Regions from separate parts of the Sus scrofa genome. Here region 2 is linked to region 1. A link is a contact called in public Hi-C data. All regions are on one chromosome and are shown on one strand. Each heading gives the region's core, a stretch centred on a gene start, on an enhancer-like site or on the middle of the called end of the contact. The rest is flanking DNA. Distances are from core to core; before and after follow the strand shown.

Region 1 (5,621 bases), core at 1,488-3,987:
ACAGCAAGAATGTTCCCTTTTCACTGTACAAAAATACGCCTGAAAATATATTAATTTTTAAAAAAGACTGAGGTCTGTTATGTATCAAAAATGTTTCAATACCTTTTGTACTGAGGTCTAGGCTGTCTGGTATTCAATCAAGGAGGTATAAGGGAACGAGTTACAAAAAAAAAGTTGGCAAGTAGAAATCACATTTGTAAAACCATAAACAATTTGATCTGAAAAGTAAACTCTGATCTTAAGTCAGTTCACAGTTTTTTTTTTTTTTTTGTAAGCGTTTGTACAGTCTGCATTTTTTCAAGCTCCCTGCAGTTTTGTTAAGAATCGGATGCATAGAAGACATCAGTTTTCTCCCTCCAAAAAATAAAATAAAATAAAAAATTTGCCATGGTCCCTTTTTTTGTTTCTGTTTGTTTGTTGTTTTTTTTTTGTCTGTTTTTTTAAAAATCACCAGTTCTTTAAGATCGCTTAAGAAAAAAACCCCAAAAATCTCCAACCAACTCCCTAGCGTTAACAGTTGTGCTGCCAAAGGGTCGATCCTCTGCAGACGTCTTCCAGACTTCAAAGACCAACAAGCTTCCAACAGCGCCTTCCGGAGCGGGTCCTCCCTCCCCTCCCCCGCCCTGTCCCCTCCGCCTTTGTTGCCATCGCGAATTTCAGGAAAAAGAAATCGTAATTACAAAAACACATTTGAGGGGGAAAAAAAAAAAATCACAACTCCAGACTAGGTATGCAACTACCTTGAGACACGATAAAGGAGGGGGGGGACAAAAAAAGGACAGGAAAAAATGTTTTAAAACTACTCATTTCACTTTAACTCCACCAAAATTTTCATCTTTTTCAATTTCTTTGTGTCACGACATCATATCAATATCAGCATCTTCTCTCCCCCTCCACCCTACCACCACCACCATCGACACCACCACCACCATCGCTATCATCAGCATCATCACGACCACCTTCCTCCCAAGGAACCCTGCTCTGCACCCGCCGAGAGAAAGAGCGAGAAGCGGGGCGCCTCTCTCAATACGTGAACACCAAGTCGGAGAAGTTCGCCTCCAGCCAGTCCCCCGCGATCATCTCGCTCAGCTCCGGCGTGCAGTAGTCGGGGAATTCGAAGTGGGAGCCCAGGCTGCCCTCGCTGAACGAATCCAAATCCTTATCCACCAGAGACAAGGACAGGTTCCCCGCCGCCGCGCCGCCCCCCAGCTGCTGCTCGCTGGCGCTGTGCGCGCTTTGGGAGAAATTCAAGCTCAGGTCGAACATCAGGTCGTCGGCGTCCTCACCGCCGCTGCTGCTGCTGCTGCTGCTGCCGCTGGACGAGGAGGACGAGGAGGTGGAGACAGAGCGCGAGGACGCGGGCGAGAGCGCGGGCTGCGCCAGCGGCGGCGGGTGCTGCTTGGTGATGTTCTTGAAGCTGTAGTAGAGGCGGCTGCCGCCCCCGGCGCCTGAGGTCGCGCCGGCCCGCACCTCGTCGTAGAGGCTCGCGCCCTCGGGGGACTCGGCCGAGCTGCTCAGCGTGGGGCTGGCGGGCACTTTGGCGACGTTGTAGCGTCTCAGCAGCTGCGGCGGCTGCTGCCCGGGAGGCTGCAGGAGCTGCGGGTGCGGCGGCTCCTCGTCCTCCTCGTCCGCCTCCTGCTTGATCCGCAGCTGCAGCTCGTCCTCGTCCTCGTCGTCCTCGTCGTCCTCATCCAGGAACACGCACTTGACCGTCTTGCCCGCGCCGCCGCCGCCCGCCCCGCTCACGCGCAAGCTGCCGAGCACGTAGTCGTCGCCCGCGCCGCCGTAGTCCCCCGGCTGGGCCGCCTTGCCCGCGCCCGCCTTGGCGCCGCCGGCCGCGGGGGCCGCGGGGGCCTTGAGCTTGCCGCATTTCTTGCTCGAGCCCTTGGAGGTCTTGGCGCCGCCCGCGCCGCCGCCCGCGCCCCCGCTGCCGCCGCCCGCCGCGTTCTTCTCGGGGCTCTGGCTGGCGCTGGGCTTGGCCGAGGGGTCCATTTTGGGCTTTTTCCGGGGCCGGTACTTGTAGTCGGGGTAGTCGGCCATGTGCTTGAGCCGCAGCCGCTCCGCCTCCCGGATGAACGGGATCTTCTCGCTGTCCTTCAGCATTTTCCACCGCTTGCCCAGCCTCTTGGAGATCTCAGCGTTATGCATGTCCGGAGACTGTTCCATGATCTTCCTGCGCTCGATCTTGGACCACACCATGAACGCGTTCATCGGCCTCTTGATATGGCCCGACGCCGTCTTGCACCAGTCCGGGTCGCTCTCGTCCAGGGCCACCGGGCTGCAAGCCATGAATTCACCCTCCTCCGTGTCCAGCGCCTCCCGGGGCAGGTTGCTCTCCGCTTCCAAGCTCTCGGCCTGCTGCACCATGATCCGCTTTGGGGCTGGGCGCTCCAACCCGGGCCGCTCGGTCTCGTGCGGAACTCCCCCTCCCCCTCTCGCCCCTCCACCTTCCCGGGCAAGTTGCAAAGTCCTCGGCACCCCGCGTCTGCGGCTCCCCCCCTCCCCCCCGCCCCCCCTTCCAGGCTGCACACAGCGGCTACGGCGGCTTCGGCGGCGACGGCCGCCCGCGCGCGGGGAGCTGCAGCCCCGACCGGAGAGGCGGCGGCGGCGGCGGCGGCGGCGGCGGCGGCGGTGGCGGCGGCGGCGGTGGCGGTCGAAGCAGCCCGGGACCCCTCTCTCCGGCTCGTGGCTCCCGCCGCGAGCGCCGAACCCCGAGCACTCCCAGGCGCGCGCGCTCCTTCTGCAAAAAGTTGAGGGCTCTCTCCCAACTAGTTATCAGGGTGTCATATGGGTGACATCACTCCCCGGCCCAGCCAATGGCTGGGGGCCGGCTCCGCCCATCTCCCTTTATTAACTCCCCGGCCCCTCCCCCTTCCCCCGCCCTCGGGGCTGCTTTGCAAAGATGGGGGGTGGGGGAGAAGGAGGAGGCATGTCTAGAAATATGTTATTTTTAAAAAATCCGCTTGTGTGCACAGATGCGCCTCTCCTCGGGATGCTCGGGAGCCGCGCACCGGCCCGCGGCGCGCTGAGCTGGCGCGCGCGGGGCCAGCCGGGCTGGTCCTGGCGCCGGAGCCAGCCCAGAACCAGGTCCCGGGAGAGGCCCAGCGCCCCTTTGTGCCGGGTGCCCGTGAGGCCCGTCGGTGAGAGCAGATGAGGCGCGCACACTTCCCGCGCGCGCACGCTCGGGCACGCGCACGGGCTAAGAGGGCGGGTGCAGCCCGGCCCGCCCGCCTGGGCGCAGCTGCTCCCCGGAGCGCCCCCGGGGGCTCAGCCGCTCCCCCGCGCCGCGCATCTCCGGAGTCGGCTCCGGGAGCCGGGCGGACGGAAGGTGGCGCTTTAACACAACAACCTTCCTGGGGCACGTGGACTCTTTCCTCCTCTTCCCTTTCTCCTTTTCTCTAAGGCAAAGATATGCTTTCAAAGCTCGAGAGGCTGTATTTCCCCCTTCCCCGTTCGCATATTCTGTTTTGTCCTTTTTCTCCGTCTGTTTTCCCTCCTCCACGGTGTTTGGAGACGCCGCGGCGTGGGTTTGGCTGCGCCCTGTGCCCGCGGGCCCCGCCCCTGTCGGAGGCCGGAGTAACGGTCTTTGGGGTTCGGCTGGGGCCAGGTCCTCGTCTTCAATCTAACCACCCAGGCTGGTTCTAAACCGGGTCCTGGACCTGAGAGGTTCCACACAGCCCCGCCCCTGCGTCACTCCCCCCCCCCGCCCCCGTCCCTTCCCGTCTCCTCCCTCCAGCTCCCCCACTCCTTCCCGGGCCTCCTCTTCCTCTTTGTCCCCTCCCCCTGTCGCGGTCACCAGCGTCCTCCAGAGCAGCCTGGTCCTGAAATCTAGCGAGGAGCTAGCCTGCCTTCTGGGTCACTCGCTATTGTAGCAGAACAACTTGGGCCAAAAAGAAAACAAGGAGCACCCCAAGTCTGGAGTCGAAATATTTCCCTCCGACAAAGGTGGGACCGACTGCTCTAAGAACATGGACACGGTGCGCACCCGAGCTGATGGAAAACCCGTGCCCCATGGGTCTCGCTCTGCTACTTCCAGATCTGTTTTTCTTTGTGTGTATTTTGGTCGCTGTTAGCCATCAATGGATATTCTGGAGGCAATTAACAGAACCCGCGGCTTCCTAGGCCTTTTCTGTCCTCATCCTCATCTTCACACCCTCCAGCGTTGGGGAGCTGGCACTTTGAGTGGTTCCTAAGATACTGCCCAGAGGACTTCACAAGAAAAGTCAGCTGCTTAGGACTAGTAAAATCACGCCAGCCTGCTTTCTGTCAGGTGCCTTCTCTGGGAAAAAACAAAACAAAACAAAAAACAACCATTACCTAAGCATTGCAGTGCTTCTGACGTCTTCGACGTCTTCAGTAACATAAAACGGTACCATGTTTTCACAGATCTTCTTTTTTTTTTTTAATTGTCACGATCGCCATACCCTCCCCCACTTCTGTCCAACCTAAAGAAAAAGAGGACGTCAAATGCGTGCCGTATTCTGGCCAATAATGCTGGCAATTTGTTTTTTAAGGGCCAAGGGAACAGAAAGAATTTATAGTCATGCTTATGGGGTAACCTGAAGTCTGGAGATGTGTAACGCCCAGCGTGTGCAAATTCATCTTCACTCCCACCAGGCCAGCCCTGAATCTTGTTTTCCTCTCACCTCTCACGTTTCCCAGCTCTTCCAGTTCTTGGGAAATCACAGGAGGTGGGGGGAGCTGTGTGGGACTCTGCACCTCTCTTCCTGCAGCAGAAGACAATGCACACTCTAGCTAGAGGGCTCGAAACAGTTCAGCTCAGTTGCAGTATTTTCATGCATACTAGGAGGGCCCCTAGCATTGTACATTCTGAGAGAGAATACGTTTGAAAATCCCTGGCAAATTCAATATTTATGTGCCTTCTTCACTCTGTATCAAAAATCAGGTTTAATTTTACTTATTTAATATTTTACAAAAAACAAAACCAAACCCAGATCCTTTATTTTCCCTTTTCTCTTGACCTTTGTTGCTGAGTCCTAAAGTCTGTTCTTTGGACTACATACTAAGCCACATCCGTATTCTTCTTAAAGCGACTATTTTTTTTTCAACTTTATTTTTTTCCAACTTTATTTTTTTCCCCTTAGATTGAACTTTAGAATGAGAATTGCGGTGAGAAGAGTAGGGCAGGAAAATAATAGGATGTGCTCTCCCAGGGCTAGGATCTTCTTAGAGGAAATATAAGGTAAATGTACTCTTTCAAATGCGAAGTGTGATTTCTGTTCAAAGCAAGATAGCTGTTTGTTGGGGAAGAGAAAGCAGCTAGGAGGGGGTTGTTTATTCCTTGGAGAGGACTGGAAATGAGAGTGGTGTGCGGGTAAGCCTAGGGGCTTGAGGCTTTCCATAAACACAGCAGAGACTGGAGGGGGAACGTGGTTGTTCCTGGGGTCCCGGGGAATGGGGAAGAGCCCATTTCTCCCTCTGTGCCTCAGGCAAGGGAAGACAGCTCGCACAAGGGACCAACTAGATTGCCCTTTTGTAGCATGGATCCACCCCACATATTTCATCTTAGCTAACTTAGTAGGGACAAGGAAGGAGGAAAGGAAAAGAAAATTAACTCATCTCTATACCTTTTTTTCTTCCTAAGGAAAAACATTTTAAAT
Region 2 (5,621 bases), core at 929-3,428, 150 kb after region 1:
CAGTATCCTTCACTCCTGTCTGAGACACGTTCTCCACCTGTATCTGTATGTGTATATCTTACAACTATACTGTGCTTGGCACAGGTTGTTTTGTGTTGTCATAAGGTATCATGGTCATGAAAATAGACACACCTAAGGATGTTAGTGACTATAGGAAGCCACTGTCACTTGCCTCAGGGGCTCCCCATTTGGGTGGGGAGGCCAAGATGGTAGGTTCAGGTTATGGCAGCATCCTTTGTGGTCCTGGCTGATTCAGGTGTGTGAGAAGGTCCATGGTGCTAGATTCCAGGGATGCTTTCAGAGAAGAAAAGAAAGGGCGGGCAAGAGTGCTTTGGTTGAGCTGAAGAACTTGCATGGAGGGTGGTAGGAAGTTGGAGTATGGAGAAGGGGAAGCTGAAGGGGGAGCATTTGAGGGGTTTCCTCTTGCCCCACCTGGCTGGGCTGGAAGTTACCCTTGAGAAGTAGTAAGAGGTAATACTTACTTACTCGTCCTTTATGTAGACTATTTTGAAAGGACTTAGAACAAAAGTGGACTTCATTCTGTGTCGAGGGACAGACTTGGAAGACTTCTCAGCAGGAGAGGGACCTACCAAAGAAGGCTTTAAGGAGCGCTGCTCAGAGGCAATTTAACCTTGGGTCCTTTAAAGGTAGCCTGGAGGATGCAGATGACAACGAGTTAGGAAATCAGATGGTGCTGTGCTGACTGCAACCTGACAACCTCGTTTCTGAGCAGGCTGGGGGAGGGGAGCTTTGGCATCAAACAAAGTCTTACGAGGACACTTCAGGCCTTGATAAAGACAGGTGTGTGTGTGCCACGTTTATAAAGTCAGTCCTTGGATGGCAGACAGGAGAGGATTTCCTCTTCCTCAAAATAGTCATCAGTATGGATTTGGAGTGGCAGAGCCCGTGGTGCCTGATATTCGGGGTCTGCTTGGTGAAATGGAGCAGCAGAGAGAAGCACACTGGCTGATCTGCCTATGAGGTTCCATCCTCTACGCCTGACAGCACCCGAAAATCCCAAAGGGCCCCCAAACATGGGTACCAGGGTGTATACATTGAGGAGAGGAGTGAGAGTGCTCTGGCTGTGCCCTCTGTGGACACTACACACACCCTCTCACACACACACACTGCATCACATAGACACACCGCATCACGCACTCTTCATCACAACTTTATCACACACACTGCATCGGATACACACATGTATCTATGGCTGTCGTGTTCCTGAAAAAAAATTAATGCATGAAATTAAATAATAAGAAAGTACCAGAATATCTGTATCATTTTGTTGTGGGAATTACATTTCCTCTTAAAACTAAAAGCCCTCTGGGGGGGGGTGGCCAAAAAGATAAATGGAAGATAGAATAATAAAGTTGGAAAAGAAATATTTATTTAAATATTAACAGTTGCTCTTTTAAAATGTTCCTTTTTCCCTACGAGGGTCCAAAAAGTTATCTTTAAATTAGCAAAATTAAAAAAAAATATTAATCACAAAACTGAGGTCATGTGTCTTTTAAAATTTGATCTTTCTTAAACTAATATATAGTAGGTTGGATGTGTCAATGGTATTAACGGTGTTTTGTGCAAAAAAAAAAAAAAAAATTGATCTTGCTGAAGGATTTCTGTTCAAATACATCTTAATGATATTGACACCCATGTAAACCGGCACCAAGCAACCCAAAGCTGTGTTTGACGATTGATCCAAAACCACCACCGGGATTGTTTTGCTTGGGGTGTCGTTTGCTCGCCTTATTGTTTTGGTGTTCTATAATTCACATCTTAGAGATCTTTTAAGGAAGCTGCCCTTAAGAATTAGAAAGAGAAACCATGGTTTCCACTTTAAATTCACAGCAGCGCATGAGCTCTGCTCTGCTGCTCCACACGCACAAGCGCCTATTTATAAAATCAGGGACGCTGCTCTCAGCGGGTGGCAGCGGTGCCTGCAGCTGTCCCCCAAGCAGACGCATGGACAGTCGTCCCACCTTCTGGGAGACGGACCCGGGCCCCCACAGAACACCACCTCCAGGCAGCCGGCCTCCGAGTCAGAACTGCTGGAAATCCCTCCGGGCCCCACGGGACTCGGCCTTCCCCGCGGAACAGCTGTAACGCATTTATTTCTTTGGAGCGCGTCGGGCCTGAGCTGAATGGACTACTGTTTAGAAGTGTTTGGACCGGTCTTTCCCCTGGAAGCCTGGCCCCAGACAAGCCAGGCCAAACGCTGAGCCCTCTGAGCTCAGGGGGCTGTGGCCTCTGTGGGGTCGGATTTCAGGATTTCAGCTCCAGCCTGGAAAGGCAAACAAAGGCACACACCCAGTGCACTTAAGCATCTGGCGGCCTAGGTCACAGGGCTGAGGGCGGCCGTTCCTCATCCTGGCCTCTGGAAACGTTTTGGACCTAAAGCCTCTGTGACGGAGCAAACTCCGGTTGTCTGGGGCTCCCTCTGGACTCCTCTGCCCCCCTCTCTCCCTCCTGCCCCATCTTCCGCTCGCATCTAAAAATACCACCCCAAAGTCAAGTGGAGTTTTGGAGCCTGAGCAGCAGGAACAAATGGTCTTCTTTTTCTTTTTGAGACGTTAAAATGATTGCTTTCCTCAGTCTCAGAATATTTCTCATTCCTCCTGCTGCAGGGGAAGCGAAGGATGCATGCGTCCCAGAGGTTGGAGGGATGGCGGCATTTTAACAACAGGTTGGGGATCCCATCTCCAAAGACCTGCTACCCCAGGAGGTAGTGGGAGGTGGCAGAAAACAGCCCAGCCCCAAACCCTGAGGGCACTTTAGGCTGGTGTTTCTGCCACCCACCTCTTAAAAGTTCCTGGTACTGTTAAGTGGAAAAGGAGCAGGTGACAAAATTGTACCAAAATAGTAAGTTTTTCTTTGGCTGATTTATTTGTCAATAAGTAGGACATGAAATTGTATTTCTGGAAACAAGTGGGAAAAAAGAATAAAGACAGAAATACCCGAAAATGTCAGCAGTGATTTTTCTGGGTGGTGAGCGTGTGTGTGTGTGTGTGTGTGTGTGTGTGTGTGTGTCTGTAGACAGATAGATAGATATAAAGTTTTCAGTTATGTGTATAAGCTACTTTTATAATGGAAATGCATAATAGCTTTATTAACGTTGGCTTTTTGTTCGAAGCTCTGGGAAGGAGATGGGATAATTGCTCCCTCACCTTAAGCAGCAGATTTGATTTCGAGTTAAAGAGGTTTAAGAGACACTTCAGAATAAAGAATTAGGGCTCATCTCAGAGCTGCAGGTGGAGGAACCTGCACTTTTGTTCCCAGGTGAGCTTCTCATTAGAATCACAAAGAGCCCCCTGGCCCCCCCGGGGAAAGTGAGACCCTAAGATCCTGGGCTGAATAACAAATGCAGAGCACACCTCCCCCAACTCCACAAAAAAAAGTCATAAAAAAAGAAGAAAGTCCTGGGAGCGAATGTCAATTAACATACATTAACATCATAAATGGACATTAAAATGTCCTAACCCTTATTACTGAATTAACAATTTCTGATTGAATTGATAAAACCTTTCTCTAAGTCTTTATTGATATCCTTTTCTCTCCTTTCTCCATCTGGAAAATCTCAGTGGAGCCATAAAGCAAGTGAAGGGAACAATTTACCATTGCAATTGAATATATGTGAAAGTCTACAAGCCTAAAAAAATATTCAGTGATAAGATGCATATTAGTTCAATGTGTTGGCTGAAGATGCTTGCTTTATTTGAGGTATTCATTTGATTCATAAGGATCAGTATAGGAAATTTTCTTTTAAGTGAAATTTTTTTATTCCAGCGAGTCAAATATATCTTACTACATACATAAAATATATTAAATATTACAATATAAATATATGCACCTAAATTATTTAATGTATACTAATGCAATCAATCAATTAAATTGTAATATAATCAATTACAATAAATGTAAATATATCAAGAAAAGCCATCATGCTTTAACAGGCTCATCTTTAACTTGAGGCTTTATTCAAAGTCATAGTCCATACCTTAAAAAATGCATTTCTATTTAAAAAGTGAAATTGAGGCATTCCTGCTGTGGTACAGTGGGTTAAGAATCTGCAGTGGCTTGGGTTGCTGTGGAGGCCTGGGTTCAATCCCTGGCCTGGGGCAGTGGGTTCAGGATCTGGCATTGCCAGTAGTTGTGGTGTAGGTCACAGCTGAGGCTTGGATTGGGTCCCCTGGCCGTGGAACTTCTATATGCTGTGGGTGGGTGAGACCATTAACAAAAAATGATATAAAATAGATAAACAACAAGGTCCTACTGAAAAAAAAAAAAAAAGATTCCTGAAGAAGTTGGCAGCTAAACCGAGAGATATGAATGCAAGCTGTGATTGTCATCTAGTTTTGAATAGAAATCTATGGCTCGATGGGAATATTGATCAATATGTGGTGGTCAAATCTCTAACTAAATTTGTTTTCACTTCCATGGGAGGCCTTTTAAAAATTAGTCTTGGAAAATGACTCAATGAAGCTCCCTTGGTCAGGGTGAAATTAACATTTGAAAATCCAAAGAAAAATAAAACTTAAAAAAAAAATTTTGTCTCCTAAGCCTCGCTCATATCTTGGGCAGCATCTTTGAGCTCCCTGGGTAGAGAACCCCCAACCCATGTGCTTTGATAATAAGAATTTCCCAGCGGACTCTGGCAGCTCAGTCCTGGAGCCTGAGGCCAGGTTAATGCACAGGGGAGGGAATTTCAAGGAACTCCGTTTTCTTTTGTCGTTTCTGTTTGCTTGTTTTTAAACTTTCAATTCTTTTTGTCTGAAGTTTATCTGACTTGAAGTTGCTTTCGTATTCCCTGGCCCTTCCACTAGTGTCTTTCAGCTTCTGCCCCAGAGACTTCTCCGGCCCTGAACAGTTTTGTCTCAGTAAGAACTGCCAAAATGTGCCACACAGGAAAACCTTGCATGTGAAAGCAGAAGAAATCACATTCATTCCAGCAAAAACAGGAGCACATTTGTAGTTTAGGCTAATCCCTCTTTATGCCATGTTCAGGGCACTTCATAGATTCTCAGAGTTGAACGGCAATCTGGAAATGTGGAAATGGCTCCTTTTTTTTTTCCTGCATAAACTGAGATGGGTGAAGAGAGAAACCAATGACACCAGGACAGATGATAATTGCCCAAACTTGAACCCAGCTGCCGTTTAGCTGCCTCTTGCAAACAGACTCCTTTTATCAGAGTCTGGTTTTGAAGCAGGTCTGTTTTCCATTAGCCTGCAGTGGTAACAACTCTAACTGGGGACCCCGCTTTGTCGATTATTCCAGTACTGTGTGGACTCGGGTCCCAAAGCCTGAGGCTGCTGGTCAGTCTACAACCTTTGCACAGCCCAATATAAACTTTTCTTTAGGACATGGTCTGGGAAGACACCTGCCCTGATAAAAAGCAGCTTCTTTCAGTGGAAGACCTGGGATAAGAAAGTGGAAATTAGAAACTTGGAAAAAGATACTTGAGGATCTTGGGGAGGTCAGAACCTTAGGGTCTCAGGGTCCCCAAAACACTGGGATGAAAGGCTTCCAGTGGGGTTGGGGTGGACCTGATCATCCAAATGTCCAGGAACAGATACCTGTTCTGCACAGATTTCATTAGAGTAAAATAATCTAACCAAAGGAG

The links. A called contact is a pair of places that touch in the nucleus more often than the background predicts.
Region 2: a contact with region 1 is called in a Hi-C map of epiblast stem cells, with 2.3 times the contacts expected there. The contact joins the enhancer-like site here to the promoter of SOX11 in region 1. A contact is called at or near these places in 3 of 47 Hi-C or Micro-C datasets (epiblast stem cells, fetal heart ventricle and fetal skeletal muscle) and 1 of 2 datasets of contacts at active chromatin or transcription factors (skeletal muscle).

The regions. Positions count from the first base shown.
Region 1 is chr3:129,797,831-129,803,451 of Sscrofa11.1, forward strand. SOX11 (transcription factor SOX-11) reads right to left here and starts at 2,738. Exons shown (of 1, transcript XM_003354937.4): 1 at 1-2,738. The coding sequence starts at 2,367. The coding sequence ends at 1,024.
Region 2 is chr3:129,943,478-129,949,098 of Sscrofa11.1, forward strand. No RefSeq gene overlaps it. Among named protein-coding and RNA genes, the nearest start is that of SOX11, 150 kb to the left of the region's middle. Within about 2 kb of position 2,179, at least 11 of the 83 cell types and tissues checked have an H3K27ac peak or open chromatin away from gene starts, as enhancers often do. A contact at or near this core is called in epiblast stem cells and fetal skeletal muscle, where this site is marked.